Linked DNA regions of Triticum aestivum: region 2 is linked to region 1. The links are chromatin contacts, called in public Hi-C maps. All regions are on one chromosome and are shown on one strand. Each heading gives the region's core, a stretch centred on a gene start, on an enhancer-like site or on the middle of the called end of the contact. The rest is flanking DNA. Distances are from core to core; before and after follow the strand shown. Region 1 holds the start of LOC123139643 (protein PAT1 homolog 1). Region 2 holds the start of LOC542813 (serine/threonine-protein kinase tricornered).

What was found. Hi-C and Micro-C count contacts between places; a contact is called where the count stands out from the background.
Region 2: a contact with region 1 is called in a Hi-C map of leaf, with 6 times the contacts expected there. The contact joins the promoter of LOC542813 here to the promoter of LOC123139643 in region 1. A contact is called at or near these places in 5 of 5 Hi-C or Micro-C datasets (leaf, root and an unstated tissue).

The regions. Positions count from the first base shown.
Region 1 is chr1B:579,113,696-579,116,786 of IWGSC CS RefSeq v2.1, forward strand. It overlaps LOC123139643 (protein PAT1 homolog 1), which reads right to left and starts at 1,618. Exons shown (of 5, transcript XM_044559389.1): 1 at 1,370-1,618; 2 at 983-1,155. The coding sequence starts at 1,439.
Region 2 is chr1B:579,333,575-579,336,665 of IWGSC CS RefSeq v2.1, forward strand. LOC542813 (serine/threonine-protein kinase tricornered) reads left to right here and starts at 1,564. Exons shown (of 14, transcript XM_044559417.1): 1 at 1,564-1,805; 2 at 2,447-2,834. The coding sequence starts at 2,623.

The sequences.
Region 1 (3,091 bases), core at 368-2,867:
CAAAAATCGAATGTACCTAAAAAGGACGGGGCTATCATCCTACTGCAGAAAAGAGCACCCACTCATCCAAAAGTCATGACTCATCCAAAAGTAGCAATCACCAATAAACACGGTCAGGACTGTGTGAAACATGCAATGCACATAATTTCACAGCTTTCAAACATTAGCAAGCACCAACACACAAAGAGAACTTTAGGAAGCATGCAGCAGTGCAGCACACAATCAATAGCAACAGGGAAGCCGGCTTCGCGGGATACACATCCTACGATCACGTCTTTTACAGCTGACAATAGCCCAATTTACATTTCCCAGTACTGAGTTATTATTATAAAAGAATGGTCATAGTTGACAATATATCCTCCATTTTCTAAGAGAACAATTTTGCTCAATCGAGTCGTAACCAGTTAGAAACACACACAAAAATGATTTTCTTAGGTACATTTTGTGGAGATCATAACGCTTAGGGACACAATTTACCACTCCCCCCGTCCGGAAATACTTGTCGGAGAAATGGATGTATCCAGACGTATTTTAGTTCTAGATGCATGTATTTTTATTCTTTTCTCCAACAAGTATTTCCAGACGGAGGGACTATATGTATTCTTATCACATTAAATCAGATGCAACCCCCTCTAAAACTAGAGGGGCAGTTCTCTTGACCTATTTGCATCCAAAGTACACAATTCCTCCTTGCAAGAACAAAAACAAAAGGCAAAAATCGAATGTACTACCGCCGACCAGTACGTCAAAAAACAACAAGCTATCATCCTGCTGCAGAAAAGAGTATCCACTCATGAGTACTCATCCAAGCAGCAACAAACAGAATCAGGACTGTGTGAAACATGCAATGCACATAATTTCACAGCTTTCGAACAGTAGCGAGCACCAACAACACAATCAGGACTTTAGAAAGCATGCGGCAGTGCAGCACAATCGATAGCAACAGCAGGGAATCCGGATACAAAGCCGGTGAGAGCCGCACCTCTTCCCCCACAGGAGACAGCTGGTAAGCCCCATCGTCGTGCCCACCGAAGCCGCCGCCGCCATAGCCGCCGTCCAGGCCCCCGTCATCCGCCAGGCTGCCGCCGAGCTCCAGCCCCTCCAGCGGCGCCTTGCCGAAGAAGGAATACTGCCCCGAGTCGAAGCGCGAGTTCTCTGCAGAGGAAGCAAAAAAAAAACATAAATCTCCATTGGTGCCACGCGAGGAGGAGAGAATCTGCCCGGACCGCCCGCGAGGGACGCGAAATTCAGCAGAGGCACGCGAAGATGCGTCGTGCGTGGCACAAATTCGACGATGAGACCAAGCGGATCAAACTCAACTAACTACAGCACACCGGAACATCACTGGGCAGCGGGAGGAACCAGTCACCTGCGGTGGAAGTCGACGAGGAGGAGGCGCCACCGCCGCCACCGCCGGCGTCCGCCCGGAGGCCCCTCATGGCAGGCAGGGGGCGGGCGGCGCTGCTAGGGTTTGGATTCCGGGGGCGGGCACGCGCTTGGGTTTTGGATCTGGGGGAGCTGCGAGGCGGAGAGGGGTACAGCCGAGGGAGGAAAGCTCGCTCAGTAGACGCGCCTTGGCTGCTTTACTTCCCTTCGCTTCTCTCCTGGCCTTGGACTCGACAATAACAAAAAATATAAGCCGAAAATGATAGTTCCAGCATTATTTATATTTATTTTTATTGATAGATAGAGATATTGATATGATATATGGCGTGCTGGTGTGGACAAAGGAACCGCTGGATGGCACCAGAAAAAACTGACGGGGTGATCACAGTGATGAGAGGAGACTTTGGCTTGGCTTGGCGTGTGTGCTACTCCACCTGCCCCTTTTATGGCTCCTTTCTGCGCGTTGATGCGGCGATGTACCTCATGCCACTCGCTTATGATCATTTGCCACGCTAATGGCGCCCTTTCTATTGGTAACAACTGGCGGAGCAGGACGGTACTATTCCATTGGCCCAGGGCTAGGTGTGTAGTATGGTTGTAGAAAAGGTTTTGCTGAGCATATATTCCCAAAGCAAAACTTATAGAGCATGGTCTCACATGCACCAATCATCGTCATCATTTGTGTTGTTGGATCAAAAGCAGGGCCTGTTCGGAAAAGTGGCGACCTTGGATGAACTTTTGCAGAAATTTGGTGCCCTTGCGAATTTGGAATTATTTAGTCGTGTGTACAAGTGAGTTTAAGTTGCTAGGAGAAACTCGAAGGAAGTTGCTCTCGCGCTCTCTGCGCTGAAAATTATGAAAACCACAAAAGACAACGCTCTAGTTGAGTCTCTCTCAGTATCTCCCCGCTTTCTTATCTCGTCATCCACGGTCCCCAGATCTAGTGATAGTGGTACCATCACCATGCCCAACCATCCCTACCATTCGACCATCTCTCTCTCTCCCTCTCTCTCTCTCTCTTTGTGTGTGTGTGTGTGATAGTGGTACCATCAGCCTGAACTTGCCATCGGACACATCAATTCCTTTTAGACCTATAGTATTTTAAAAACCATTTGAAACTGCTGAGCTATGAGGTTCGATCCTCTTGAAATATTGTTTAGCCAAAATAACGTTTTGGCCCGTTTAGCCGCCCGTCGCCGTCATGATGGATCTATCGGAGCCCATCACGAGGTTCGTCGCCATGACGGACCCGAAGGAGTCAAACCACAAGAGCAGCACATGAAGGAGAGGGCGAAGAAGAAGGGCAAACGACCGTTCAAGCCGAAGCTCCTCCTGCACAGCGGATCATCATGTCGGTGCTGCCCTGGCCCGCCCAGTACAAGAAGTCGTACTACTTTGCCGCTAGCAGTACAGTTAGCCCGACACACAACAATCGTTGCAACACTCTGTCGCCTCCTTTAATTCTAGCCATCCTCCGCCATACATCATTGACTTCAACAGCTACTACGTGTTCACCGAGTTGTTGATGCTTGTCCGGTCATGATTTCCGTCCGAGGACCCTCATCTAGCGATATTCCGTCACTGTCTTGTAGAATGCCTTCCCCCCCCCCCCAGATCAACGGCGTCCACCAACAAGGCGATGATAAACATGATCAACAACGGCGACAACCGTGAGGACAGGCAAGTCGATGACAACTACTCACCA
Region 2 (3,091 bases), core at 314-2,813, 220 kb after region 1:
GTGTCAAGAAAAGTGCGGGTCAAGGCTTTTTTTTTTCACTTTGAAAAATCACGGGCTAAGGAGGGTGACCGACACCCTTAGCAGCGCGCGGCTGAAACGATGCGAGTTTGCCACATTTGAAGCCGGTGCTAAAAACCATCCGTCATGCTCATTTTATTTTTGCAAGCACGCACGGATGAAGCTCGTCATTTCGAAAAAAAAGAGGATGAAGATCGTCAATGGCCACCTATAAAATTCAACCTAAAAATAACTATGTAGATCGGTCGATTAAGAAATAAGTAAGCACCTCTTAAATAAAGGGAAAAGATTCCCATCAACCGACCGATTCCAATCACAACATTCGCCGTCTTAAACACGCGCCACGCGGCCCGTGTGAGGTGAAGCCATCACCGCTCATCCCCTTCTTATCCTCATTCGTCTACATCTAGCTTGCAATGCATGCTCATATGCATCTCTCAATCCAAGCTCATGACGAGTAGCACCCCATGGCCGGTGGCCAGTATAGGGGCCTGCGAGTATGCACTAGCGGCTGATTTTGTAGATGTTGGAAGCCGGCCACTCGGGTGTTGTGTGCCGGCCGTGCACGGCCGCCGGGCTGCACCGCCTGCGTCTGCTAGGCACGCCATCGTTGAAGCCTCCCGTCGCTCGTCGTTCCACGCCGCGCCCATTTGGGAGGAGCATCGGCGTCCATGGTTGCCGCCTTCTCGAGCTGAGACGCAAGAACATATCCTACACCGTAATTTCTGTTACAAAAAGTTTCTGCAACATGCCTTTTGTTGCAGAAAAATATAGACATTTCTGCAACGATCTCTATTGCAAAAAAGAACAGTAACATAACCTCTATTGCAAAAAAAGTCTGAAGACATTTCTGCAACATGCCTTTTGTTGCAAAAAAGTTATAAACATTTCTGCAATGTGATCTCCGCTGCAAAAAAAAAACATAACCTTTGTTGCAAGAAAAATCTGAAGACATGCAAAAAAAAAGGCAACATAATCTCTGTTGTAAATATTTCTGCAACAAAACCTACATTCCAAAGGTTTCTGCAACATTACCTTTGTTGCAATGATCGAGGGTGCTGATAGCTGCTTGATGACAACGTGTCTGACAGCTCGCGACTCGGCTGATCTTTTAAAAAAATCAGCCGGCGAAAGCGTAGCAGCGCCCTCAAATAAATAAAGAAGAGAAAACGTGGACACACTGTTTGCCAACGAGATAACCCGCCGAGCCGCCCGAAGGCGGCAGGCGGCGCGTGCCGTACCCGCACAAGCAAATCGAACAAATTAAAAAAAAGGAGGCACTCATCAACGGGGGCGGGACGAGCGGGGTGATGGGCCGACCGACGGCGACGGTGCAGGCCGGGGAGCGAGCCGGGCGAGTCGCGTTGTGCGCGGCAGGTGGGGGACCCCGACCCCGGCGCCGCAGCAGTACAACCAGCACAACCATAGAGAGCAGACTCAAACAGGGTAGAGAAGCCACGCGGAAGTTTCGTTCCGGGGAGTCAAAGCCAAGCCACGCTTCGCTCACACGCACGCACGCACAGCGCAGGCAGCGCTCTTCCTCCCTCCCTCCCTCCCCCATCGGCGCGGCGGGCCTGGCCTTTACTCTCTCCTCCCGCCCTCCCCCTCACACGCTTTGCCTTTGCCCACGAAAAGGACAACCAACCCGGAGCGACGCAGCCAGGCAGGGGTGAAGAGAAGAGAGAAGGAAAAAAAAGGCGTGAGTCCCTCCCTCCTCCCTCCCACTTTTGCTCCAGTCGCCGCCGAGATCCGCCCCGCGCCCGCCCCCGCCGCCGCTCCGCGCCGAGGTGAGCGCCCCGCCCGCCGATCCGCGCCGCCCGGTTAACCCGGCGGTTCCGGATGGCTCTCCCATCCCCGCCTCCCCCCCCCTCTCTCTCTCTCACCCTGGATTGAGTAGTAGCCGTCGCTGCGGTCGGGAGCGGGGGCTTTGGCGCGCTCCCGGCGGCGAATTCGGCGCTCCGCGACGCCGCGCGCGGCCGCGGGCTTGGGAGTGCGGTGGCGTGTGTTTCGGTGGTTTGACGGGGGGTTTTGGCGCCGCTCCTCGTCCGCGATTTCCGTGGGGCCTCGCGCGCGCGCGAGCCGGCAATGCGATTCCCGTGTCGAATTCCGCGAAACTCATCGCCGGAATGCGGCTGTTCGAGGATTTATTTTTTGGTGGGGGGTGGGGGTTTCGGCGGGGAATTGGGATCTTACGTTCCTTTTACTGGTTCGTAACCGGCTTTGTCAGCGGCTGCTGTCGACGGAGGATTCATGCCCAGTGTGGCTTAGTTTCGGGATTTTTGACTGGGTTTAGGTGTCGTGTCCGAGAATATGAGAAACTTGGAAGGATTCTATTGACCGTTCCCTCGCTAGCCCGTGTAAGTCGTGCGATGGATGGCAACTTGTGCGAGCGATTCTGACTGATGGTAATTTTCTATGATTTTTCCAGATAGGCATCATTCCCAGCATCGGGTTCTACGGAGGAGGTGCCGGTGTGGACATCTGATCCATTTGGAGGGTATTGACCGCTTCAGAGCTAGAGCTCCTCTGGCCTGTGGGCGGCTGCTGGATTGGTCAATATAATAGGCTCTCTAGTCTTAGAGATGATGCCATTGTGAGCACAAGATGGATTCCGCGAGAAGTTGGTTCCAGAAGTTCCAGCCGCGGGACAAGTCCAAGAGCCCGGCGGTGCCTGCCAGCCATGGGAAGGATCCCGGGAAGCCCCCGGTCGACGACGCGCCTTCTAGCGCGACCAAGCAGAAGGTCGCCGCGGCAAAACAGTACATTGAGAACCACTACAAGACTCAGATGAAGTCCTTGCAAGATAGGAAAGAGAGGTAGGCTGGCAACTTAAATGTTTGGCGCGCTTTCCCCTGCTTTAGCTGTGGATTTAGGTACCTGACTCCATCTGGTTCAATAAATCCTACCATGCCGCGGAGTAGGAAAACGACAAGCGCCCTCCTTGTAGCTATTGCCGAGCATGATGCTTAATAACACACATCACATGCCATGTTGGTATTGGAATGGTAAACACCGATTCAGGTTGTTAAGATGAAGTCCTTGGGCCACACAAGTTGTCGGGACCTTGTCACCG